2 separate regions of the Mus musculus genome follow, and region 2 is linked to region 1. The links are chromatin contacts, called in public Hi-C maps. All regions are on one chromosome and are shown on one strand. The core of a region is the stretch at or near the end of the contact, and the rest is flanking DNA. Distances in the headings are between cores, read along the strand shown. Region 1 has its middle 20 kb from the start of Gm35692. Region 2 has its middle 33 kb from the start of Vegfa.

What was found. Hi-C and Micro-C count contacts between places; a contact is called where the count stands out from the background.
Region 2: a Hi-C map of liver shows a contact between it and region 1, with 1.8 times the contacts expected there. The contact joins two enhancer-like sites. A contact is called at or near these places in 1 of 15 datasets of contacts at CTCF or cohesin (large pre-B cells), 14 of 484 Hi-C or Micro-C datasets (the C2C12 cell line, the G1E-ER4 cell line, bone marrow-derived dendritic cells and 6 more), 4 of 115 datasets of contacts at active chromatin or transcription factors (cardiomyocytes, embryonic fibroblasts and embryonic stem cells) and 1 of 9 other capture datasets (embryonic stem cells).

What each region holds. Positions count from the first base shown.
Region 1 is chr17:45,845,563-45,851,444 of GRCm38.p6, forward strand. No RefSeq gene overlaps it. Among named protein-coding and RNA genes, the nearest start is that of Gm35692, 20 kb to the left of the region's middle. Within about 2 kb of position 2,224, at least 15 of the 459 cell types and tissues checked have an H3K27ac peak or open chromatin away from gene starts, as enhancers often do. A contact at or near this core is called in liver, where this site is marked.
Region 2 is chr17:45,996,354-46,001,612 of GRCm38.p6, forward strand. No RefSeq gene overlaps it. Among named protein-coding and RNA genes, the nearest start is that of Vegfa, 33 kb to the right of the region's middle. Within about 2 kb of position 2,163, at least 23 of the 459 cell types and tissues checked have an H3K27ac peak or open chromatin away from gene starts, as enhancers often do. A contact at or near this core is called in liver, where this site is marked.

The DNA of each region.
Region 1 (5,882 bases), core at 974-3,473:
TTTTTTTTCTCTTGGTGTTTTCAAGACAGGGTTTCTCTGTGTAGCCCTGGCTGTCCTGGAACTCACTCTGTAGACCAGGATGGCCTCGAACTCAGAAATCCACCTGCCTCTGCCTCCCAAGTGCTGGGATTAAAGGCGTGCGCCACAACTGCCTGGATGGGTCTTTAATTCTTTTCTTTAAAAAGTATTTTAGGGACTGGAGAGATGGCTCAATAATTAATCTTCCGAAGGACTTGGGTGCAAATCCCAGCACCCACATGGCAGCTCACAACCATCTGCTACTCCAGTTCCAGGAGACCAGCCACCCTCACACAGACATACATGTAGGCAAAACACCAATGCACATGAAATAAAAGTAAATTTTAAAAAAATATTTTTAGTTTATGTGTATGAGTGTTTTACCTGCATGTCTAAGTGTACCATGTGTCTGCAGTGTTCATAGAGGCCAGCAGAGGGCACCAGATCCCCGCACTTGCATGGCTGTTAGTTGTGTGGGTGCTGAGAACTAAGCTCTCTCTTCTTCTGAGTCATCTCCGGACCCTCTGTAATCCTTTATGCATGGCTTCCCATACTTTTTCTCATGACATTTATAAGTGGACAAGATGGCACACGACTGTGTAACTAGCCTTGGGAAGCTAAGGCGGGAGGATTGTTAAGTCCGAAGCTAGCCTGGCTACATAGGTAGTTCTAAGCTAGCCTAGACTTCTGTAGAAAGACCCTGTCACAAAACAAGACAAGGCAAGGCAAGACAAGACAAGACAAGACAAGGCAAGGCAAGACAAGACAAGACAAGACAAGACAAGACAAGACAAGACAAAAAGCAAAAGAGAAGCCATTTGTAACAGTGGCTTTCCCGACATCATCAATTCATGGGCACCTCAGATGTGGCTTCTGTTGATAGTTCTGAGTGGATCTCATTTCCCCTTCTGGTTTGCATTTCTTGGAAGATTTTGTTGAAAACTGGGTAACATGTAGGCAACTCGCAGCAACTCTGCATTCTGACTTATCACTGTGGACCACAGTTTTCCAGGACTGTCTTCACCGAGTGTTTGGGTGTCGGTGGCCCAGCCAGCTGCCTGGTGGCTTGCCGGGCTTATTCAGTAGACGGTTTTCCCTGCAGGGACAAGCTGCCAGTGGCTCTGCTCAGCATCTTTGCTTTAATGTTAAAAAAATAATCGACTAAGTAATGGATTAATCTGTGTATGTATGTGGAGGTCAGAGGAAGACAACTTGTAAGAGTCCTACCATGTGGGTCCCAGGGACTGAACCCAGGTCATCAGGGTTCACCGGCTGCAAGCACCTTTACCTGTTGAACCATCTCATATGTCCTGTTCTGAATTATTGTATGTATGTATGTATGTATGTATGTATTTTAGCTTGGCTTCCCAGGAATCTCTTCTGAGTCTTCCAAGCTAGCCCATCAGCCAACAACTGATTGGATATAGTGCTTAAGTCCCTCCATCCCAGAAGGCCTATGCTCTCTTCCTGGTGATCTGTGAGAGGGTTGGGAGTATGTTCAGACTCCCAGTGGATTACGATACATCCTGGCCTGTATCGCCTGTGTGCTCAGTGGGTATGAGTGTCTAGCAGAGCCTCTTTCTGGTTTCCCCAGGAATGCACACTGTGCCCCCCGGGATGTGTGGGAGCTTACCAGGGCTCACTATGTCTTCCTTATTCCTGGATAGCTCTCTTAAGTGCCCTGCTGTTTTGACTGCTTTAATTTTTCCCTAACTAGTGACAGACCTCCAGTTAGTGGTGGTTTTGGTTACCATGTGCATCATTTGAACGACATGAGTATACCCACAGAGGCCCAGGTTGCATCGTGTTGAGTGATATGAGTGTGTATACACTAGCAAGGGTTCATGATTAGTCAATGACAGGTTAAGATCATGTTCAAATACAAGATCTAGGTACTGGCTTCCCGCGTCCTCCCTGGGCCGAAAGCTAAGCATAGTTACTAAGCTTGACTTTTTGTGCCCCTCTGATGGGGCTCCGGAGGGACCACAAGAAAGAGCTCTAGCAGCTATGGGGGCTGAGAAGGCACTTTTGAAGCATGAGATGGTTATCCACAGTCGTTGAACTTGCTTCCTTGGGTCATCCAGCCTTGCCTGTCCTAGCTGTCCCTCGGGGATCTAGGCCTGCAAGCTCAGTCAGCAGCCCTGGGGTGGGGTGCCAGGTGCCCTCTACACTGGCCTCCAATCACCAGGAGCTTGCCAGGAACTCAGGAGAAAGGTCTAATAGAGCCAAGGGAGCGATCGGTCCCCTCGGGGCAGGACTGCCAGCAGCAGAGTCACCCAGCACACGGCTAGCTCCTGATCCAGGAGCCCAGGCAAGACAGGGCTTGAGGCTAGGGGGTTCCTTGGACCCCAAAGTCTTCATTTAGAGGATGGGGAGTCAAAGAGTGGGCCCCACCCTGGGGACAAGCCTGTCCTTGAAGGGTACATGCAGATAGCACTCTGGGCTTGCCTCTGAAGGTCAGTGTACTCCACAGGCACACTGCGGTGGCGGCGGGGGTGGTGGCAGATAGAACTGGGCTGACAGTCACGTACGCTGATGTCACCGGGCACTCCACCTCCCTGAGGTATCACTTTCCCTATGATCAAGCCTGCAGCCCAAGTTCAGGGGCGCAGTCACGTCCCATCCTGGGCCCGCTCCTTCAGGTCCTTTCCACTGTATCACCTCAGGGGCGACCAAGGTCAGGGTGGGACACACCCCTGCTTCCCAGTGCCTTGGGGGTGTCAAGTGACAGTGACAGGTGTGTGAGAGCCAGGAGGCCAAGGCCAAGGCTGTCCCAGAGGTTATGTGGGATTGCCAGCCTAGGGGCTCAGTTGCTGGTCTATGGAGCTGAGCGGGACTACAGCTCAGGGGCTCCTGGCCTGAAGAAGGAATCACTTAAACTTAGACACAGGGAGTTTCCAGTCTGATGGGGAGCCAGCCTGGCTTGCACTCATCTGCAGACATAACTGTTGCCTCTGGAGTGGGTAGAGGGGCACCAGCATTCAAAGCCCCTCTGTACTCAACCTCTCTAGGAGGGGCTCAGATCACCCCAAATCCATCCTCCGTGTAGATCTCCTCAACAGATAACCTGAAGACCCGACAGGTGCCCGGCATGTGACTCCCTCACTCCCATAGTGGAAGGAGAGTCAGCCTCCAAGTGCAGACAGACAGACAGCAGCGGCGGCGTCCCAGTGTCTGAGCTCCTCCTCAGGGCTGGGTCCAGCAGAGGGAGCTGCCAGCCAGCGGGAGCTGAGGAGAGCTGTCCCTGACCCCTAAGAAGGCCTTGAGGATGCCATGCCCAATGGGTGTGGGATTTACCCCGGGGCTGGAGCTGCACAGGATCCAAGCTGCCCCACAACATCCTGATACTCAGCACTATCCCCTCAGAGACCCCTTTGAAGAACACCAGCTCTATGGCTCACTAGCTAGGCATAGCTGGTCTTTCAGTCACCTCTAGAGGAGGTAGAAATTCAAGGCGGCAGAGACCTAGGTGTAAATTCTTCCACTTTGCTTTCTATGTCTATAGCAGGAAAACTGGAGAGCCAGCTCAAACCTCAGTTTGACCGTCTGTGAAATGTACTGCCCTGACCTGAGACTCAATTTCCATCATCTGTAAAATGGGCGGTGATGAAGAGCCAGCACGTGGAATCTGTCTGGCACATAGCATGTGCCTGTGTGGGGTACAGTCCCTTCTCTACATTGTGTCCCTTCCGTGTTGGTCAGGGCTTCTCCTAAGCCAAAGTTGAGAAGCTCGGGTAGGGAGGCTCAAGCCGCATTGCTCAGATGAGTAGACTTCCCGGGTCTCTTCATTCTCCTCTGTCTCTCTGTCTCTCTGTCTCTCTGTCTCTCTGTCTCTCTGTCTCTCTGTCTCTCTGTCTCTCTGTCTCTCTGTCTCTGTCTCTCTCTGTCTCTCTCTGTCTCTCTGTCTCTGTCTCTCTCTCTCTCTCTCTCTCTTACACACACACACACACACACACACACACACACACACACACACACACACACACCCCTACAGCCAGAATGGAATGGGACAGATCTGAACCAGGGGCCACAACCCCACTGACCCCTCGCCCATCCCTAACCACCATTACTTGTAATCACACATTCCGGCTGTGGGTCAGCTCCTGCTAAGACGTGCTGGCCCCTGGCCGTCCTCCTCAGTGTCGGTGCTGATGTTAGTGGGTTCTAAATGCTCATTCCCCTTCCTAGTCAACGTGTTCACTGAGGATTGGCAAAAGTCTGTGATCTCACAGAACTGACATGCCAAGAGTGGAGGGGGACATATATCAAATGAAACAAGCACAATATATGGGATATGTGGGCAGGCTTACTACACAGTCCACACGGTCACCACAGTGCAGTGGAACGTCTGCTTAGCATATGGGAAGAGATGTGCAAATGTCCTGGGCTCCACTCACAGCTCTGAAAAGAAGAAAAAAAAAGTTGCAGGGAAACAAAATTTAGAGAACAGGGGACAGGCAGGAAGGGGACAGGGAATGATGTAGTTTTAAATAGGGAGGTTGGGGATGCCTCGATGAGAGGGGACAGTTTGAGTATGGACATCAAAGGGTGAGACCCTTGCACGCGGAAGTGAACACGCAGAGTGGCGAGGATGTCGTGTACAAAGGCCCTGCGCTGACTGTACTGTCCGATGGTTTGAGGGACAGCCAGGACAGCAGTAGGGGGTAAGGAATGACGTAGTGGCAGATAAGGTCCCAGGGAAGGACACCGAGCCCTTTGTCCCCAGGCCAAACACAGACAGAGGGAAAGAGCAGAAAACCTCCCTGATGGGCAGTAAGCAAAGAGCTGAGCCCAGAGCTCCCAGGACTGGAGATGGAGACACCTAGACCCACCCTGGCTTGGCCCTGAGACTCTGCCCAGTGGAGACTATTGCCAGCTGAGGGCACTGCCTATCTTCTAGAGCTCTTGGGTAGGTGTAGGGCTGCTCCCCACCTAAGCCAGGGTGAGCTGTAGAATCTGTGTAGTGAATGTTTTGACAGTCAGTCAATGAGGGAGTGGTCAGGACAAAGAGGAGGAAGGGCGGGACCAAGGAAGGAAGAAAGGAAGGAAGAAGGGAAGGACTGACGGACAAAATGAATGAGTATTGCTCACAGATCCAGGTCCTCAATGCCCTTAGCATAGAAACCAGGCTAGAGAGTTTGGAAAGCCACCCACAGAAAATCCAGGGAGGGCAGCAGGACCCTGAGGTCTCACCTTCTCTGCCAGTTCCTGGGTGACCATTGTCCCTAGCAATGCACTCCTCAGTGCATGCTCTGATACTGCAAGTGCATGCTCCAGGTAATGGGGGGATGTGGTCTTGGAGTGTAGTCACTGCCGCTGGTGGCATGTCACCATTATCAACCACAGACTGCAAGTCAGGTTCCATCCCAACTATGCCACTGGCAGATTCGAAGTAGCTTCCCTGAGCCAGACGAGGGGACAAGGGTTCTCCTCCCTGGGTGGGGAGCCCCCTCTTACCGTTGCTCAGCACCCTCTGAGCTCATCCACCCAGTACTCTTATTTCCTGGGAGACCAGCCCAGTGTCCAACTGCAGTCCTGATTCATACAGCCCAGTTATATGCTGGGTTAAAGAAAACAAACAGCGACTCATGGACCAGCAAGATTGTCTGCCAGACCCAGCGGCCTTCCATGTGGGGATGCTGCGCTGGCTGTCTGTCCAGGCCACAGGGGGAGAGGTATGGGAAGCAAGAATATGTGAGACAGTCCAGTCAAGCTAGGAACCTGTCACTTCCTTCCAGAAAACAGATCTAGGAAAACCATGTGCGTAGAGGAATAACTCTGAGTCTCTCCTAGCCTAGGCCATGCAAGCAGCCAGCCTGGCTCACTGCCTCAACTCTTCTCTCTGGCCTCATGTAGCTCTCCTA
Region 2 (5,259 bases), core at 913-3,412, 150 kb after region 1:
CAATCTGCCACTCAACAGATTCACTTTTCGTCTTTCCACCAACCAACCCATCCAGCCATGCATACATCCACCCATCTACCCACTCACACAACTCATTTACCCTTCCAACCAACCAACCAACCAATCTTCACCTACCTATCTATTCACCCATCAATCCAAACACCCATCTGTCCATATCTACCTACTCATCCAACCATCCATCACCACCTGCTCATCCCACTAACCCAGAGAGCCATTCATGTATGTATCCACAAACACGCACCCACCCCTCTACTTATTTATTTGCACCCAACCACCCACCTATCTATGATCCATCCATTCCTCCATCCAGTGAAACAAACATTATGAAAAGACAGGCCCTGAGAATATGTTGGCAAATGAACACCATCTTTCTCTCAGCGTCCCTTGGGCTTTACTGGATAGCCAGCATCTAAGCTCAGGTGGCCATGCAATCTGAGATAATACCTGAAAACTATATCTCACCAGTCAGAAATAGTAATGAGGAATGCCTCAAGATGGTCAGTCTTACAGGATCTGCCCCAACCCAAACACACCCCAAAATCTGCCAGCATCGCTTCTCCCGGAACAACAAGTGCTGGGGATGCGGAGGGAGGGAGGAAGGAGCTTGCGTGAAGCAGAAGACACCTGGAAGGTAGACAAGGTTAATGGTGACCTGTTGTTTTTCTAGGCTCTTAGTGACCTCACCTTTGACCAACAATTTCCTGGCACTCACTCAGTCTGCCAAAGGGGAAGGGGGTTGGCGGCGGCGGCAAAGAGACTCCAAGAGGAAGGTAAACAGCAGGTGAGGCCAAAGGTGGCCTTAGAAGACAAGGGGCACATTCCAAAAAGTCTCCCAGGCCTGAGGCCTGCAGTAAAGCCCAAAGTCCAGTGGAGAACACACACCTGCACTGCAGTCGTAGACAGTGCTATAAATACTCCGTTGTTCAGGGATTACCCACCCAGAGGATGCCTTCCCCTTGGAGAATGTCTCTCCCTCCCCCAACCCCCATCCCTTCCCCAGTTCTCACTCCAGCAACCCCAAGAGCCCCTAGTGCAGCAGGTCTGTGAGCAGCTGAGGAGTCTGACATGGACACCATCGTTTCTCTCAGCACCCACAGCCTGCTTTAGAGTCAGCACAACCTACTGACAGGAGCCACCTCGGCACCCCTCATAGGGAGGAAGAGTGGAGGCGGCAGCCAGCCTCGGTGGGTTGTCATCCTGCTGGACTCTTCAAAGGGAAGGCCTGGGATCCCTCAGCCAACAGTGTGCCTCTGCTCTCCCTGCTGCACACGGGCATCACGGCCTGCGGAGTCACCATAGAACAGAGGTGCACAGGCCTACCAAATGGCCGTAACATTCACGTCGTAAAGGCAGCCAGATCTTCCTGCAGGTCACCCCCCCTCCTTGTAAGGGATGAAGACCCACAGGGACATGAAAACACGGAGAACTGGGGCCTGTCTCTGCTCACCCTCATCTCTTTGATTACTCTTCTTATGGGGTCAGCCTAGCCTGCTACATATGAGCTCTTCAGTATTGGGGGACACACATCCCTTAGGGATCCCATGAAAACTAAAGACATCATCCCCAAAAAATATGTTCATTCGTATACTGATGAGACCACAGACGGTCTCAGGGCTCTGTGTGTTCCAGGCCAAACAGCTGAAAGAGAGAGACAGAGAGAGAGAGAGAGAGAGAGAGAGAGAGAGAGAGAGAGAGAGAGAGAGAGTTGTCGCAATCATTCAGTTATGCTTCTAGGGTATTATAGACTGAACTTCCAAACCTAACCTTACCCAGAATCTTCCAGAGCCCTCTCCCCGAGGCTCTAGAAGAAATAAGCAGGTGACCTGAACCTTCCTGGAAAAGTCCTTTTTGCTACTTGCCCCTCCCCCACCCACCCCCAGCCTTTCTCCTCCTTCTCAACTGCTGCCCACAGCTGGGTCCGGAGCTGGTCTTTGAAAGTCAAACAGAATCGTAGAGAGCATCTGTACATCTCTTTATCTTTTCTGACAAGAACCGTAAATGGAGTTAGGTATGCTGACTTGCTTAAAGTCTCTGAGATAATCAGAACAGCAGCCAGGTGGCCTGTCCTGACTCCATCCCAGGAAGTGTGCAATTGGCCTACTGTGCATCCCTGCAGTGCCTCACTAGGGAGAGAAGGGGCCACCAGGGCTAAGTGAGCTTTAATTACATTGGCCGAGCATGCCGAATAGCCTTGGAGTTAAGAGTGCAAACAAGGTCACCAAGGTCCTGATTATGTAAGACGCTGTGAATCTCCAGAAACTCTGATGCAGAGTTGGAGCATTCATTCATTCGTTCAATCAATCAATGATTACTGAGCCCCACCCCATGGGGACAAACAGTCAGGACAATCACCCAGACAAGCTTCCTGCCGCCCAGAAATCCCAAAGGAAGAAAGACAAATCAAGCCTTGCTAGAGATAAATACCACAGGGAGAGTGACTGAGAACTTAGTGATGTCGTATTCTTAAAAGAAGATTTATTCTCTTCCCACTGTACCTCAGTGTGTGTGTGTGTGTGTGTGTGTGTGTGTGTGTGTGAGAGAGAGAGAGAGAGAGAGAGAGAGAGAGAGAGAGAGAGAGAGGTGTGCAGGTGTCCACAGAAGCTAAAAGAGACATTGGTTCTCCTGGAGCTGGAGTTACAGGCAGTTTTAAGCTGCCTGATGTGGGTGCTGGAAACAGAACTCAGGACTTCTGGAAAAGCGGTAAGGTCTCTCTCCAGCCCCTGGTGGTGCCATACTGTGGGGATGAGGATGCACAAGGAAGGTCTCTTTTAACTCCTTCTAAAAAGAACAGAACACAATAAACAAAACAAAGAAAAGCTGGGTGATGGTGATGACGGTGCCAATCCCAGCACAGGTATTAAAGGGACAGGGGCGGGGATGGGGCAAAGGCAGGGGGGCAGGCAGATCTCTGTGAGTTCAAGGCCAGCCTGGCCTACAGAGCTAGTTCCAGGACAGCACACAAAGAAATCCTGTCTCAAGATACCAAATAAATACATAAATACAAACGTAAGTACGTACGTTAGTAAGTAAGCAAGAGTATAGAGGCGGTATCCATGCAAAAGTGTGGAGGCAGAATGTTCCAGAAGAAAAGAATAACAAGTTCAAAGTCCCTAAGGCAGATAGATGTGAAACTGATTTGTTCCAGGAAGCAGAGCTGCGCATGGGCAGGGAGTGAGGGGCCCTCAAGCAGGGCAAGGCGAAGGCAAGGGTGAGGGTGGGCTGGCCTGGCCGTGTGACAGATGAAGGCTGGCTCTGTGCTAAGTGAGAGAGGAACCAAATCTCTGGAAGTTTGGAAAAGGCAGGTTTGGAGTATTTGTTCACTTAGTTGTGTGTTTAACAAATATTTACTGTCCTTCTGTCAGTCACCCCAACCAGGTTTGGTGGCACCAGTGCCTGATTTGGGGATCATAAGCTGAAAGGTAGTCTGGACTGTGTAAAGAGAACATCTCAAACAACAATGCAAAACTCGAAAGACAATCACCCAATGTTCAGATTCTCTAGGCATCCTTGGAGAAGGACGGTCTGTCCTGAAGTTAAAAGAAGTCCAATGCTGTCAGTCTGTCATGACTGCTGGGTGGCACAAAGACCAGCCAAACCAGAGGGAAGCATGGAAGCCATAGAACCCAGGACAGACAGACAGATGGTAGCAGGAGAAGAACAGGGCATCTACCTATGTATGTATGTATGTATGTATGTATGTATGTATGTATGTATGTATGTATCTATCTATCTATCTATCTATCTATCTATCTATCCAACTATGTATATATTGATAGATCTATCTATCTGTCTGTCTATGTCTTGATTGATCTATCTATCTATTGATTGATCTATCTATATATCATGTATTCATCATCAATCCACCTATCAGCTCTCTATCTATAATCTATCCATCCATCATCTATCTATCTATCCATCTGTATATTATATATCTTTCTATCGTCCATTATCTATCTATCTTTCTGTCATCTTTCTATCTATCCACCTATTATCGATCTATCTATCATCTACCCACCCATCGTCTATCTATCCATCTATCCATCCACCATTCCCATCTATGCATCATTTATCTGCCCATCCATCTATTATCTATCATCTATCTATCCATCCATCTATTACCTATCATCTGTCTATCTATCTATCTATCTATCTATCTATCTATCATCTATCCATTCATCTACCTATTAGCTATCTAACTATTAGACAAGAGTATTTGAGAACATGCCTCATGTAACTTGTCTCAAATTTTCTATGTAGCTGAGGATGGCCTTGAACTTCTGATCCTCCTGCCGCCACCTCCTGATTGCTGGGATGGCAGGAACCATCTTTGGAATTATTTTTGAAGTAGAGAAAACCCAGGGAATGCAGGTGACTTTTCTTATAGAGGAAAGAACCAAAGGAACACTCCCCATGAAAGAAATGCTCCTCATGAAAAGAGTTCTCCCTGTGGAAGGAGTGCTCCCCGTGAGAGGAGTGTGCTCCCTGTGAAAGCTGCATCCTCTACTACCATGCAGACGATGGTGCCATTGACAGGTTCCAGAGAGCCATGGGTGCTGGAGGGACACCAGCTCTGACAAGCTGCCCTTGATAAGAAAGCTCTACACATGTGTGTGTGTGCATGTGCGCACACACACACCATTTTTTTTTTTTTAGCTATAGGTCTAAAGAGATGACTCAATGAGTAAACTACCTGCCTCAAAAGCATGAGAACCTGAGTTCAGAACCCAACACACACATAGAAGCTGGGCATGACTATAACCATACCCTTGGGGTAAGGGAGTTAGAGCCTAACAAATCCCTGGAGCACACTGTCCGGAGCATGTAGCCAATCAGCGGTGCTGGCTTCAGTGTGAGACAGAGTGGGTGCTTGGATCTGGCCGTGCTTGCCTGTAATCCCAGCACTATGGAGGCTTTGATCAGCCTGGTCTACGGAGTGAGTTCCAGTCCAGCCAGGGCTACATAATGAGATGCTGTCTTTAAAGGGAGGTGGGAGAGAAAGGGGAGCCAGAGAGATGACTTAACCAGGGGTTAAGAGAACACTGGCTGCTCTTCCAAAGGACCTGGGTTCAATTCCCAGCATCCACACGGCAGCTCACAGCTGTCTGTGACCCCAGTTTCAGGGACTCAATCTACTCTCACACAGACACACATGCAGACCAAACACCAAGACACATAAAATTAAAATTATTTTAAAAAAATATGGAGAGTAAGAACAGAAGACACTTAATCTTGACCTTT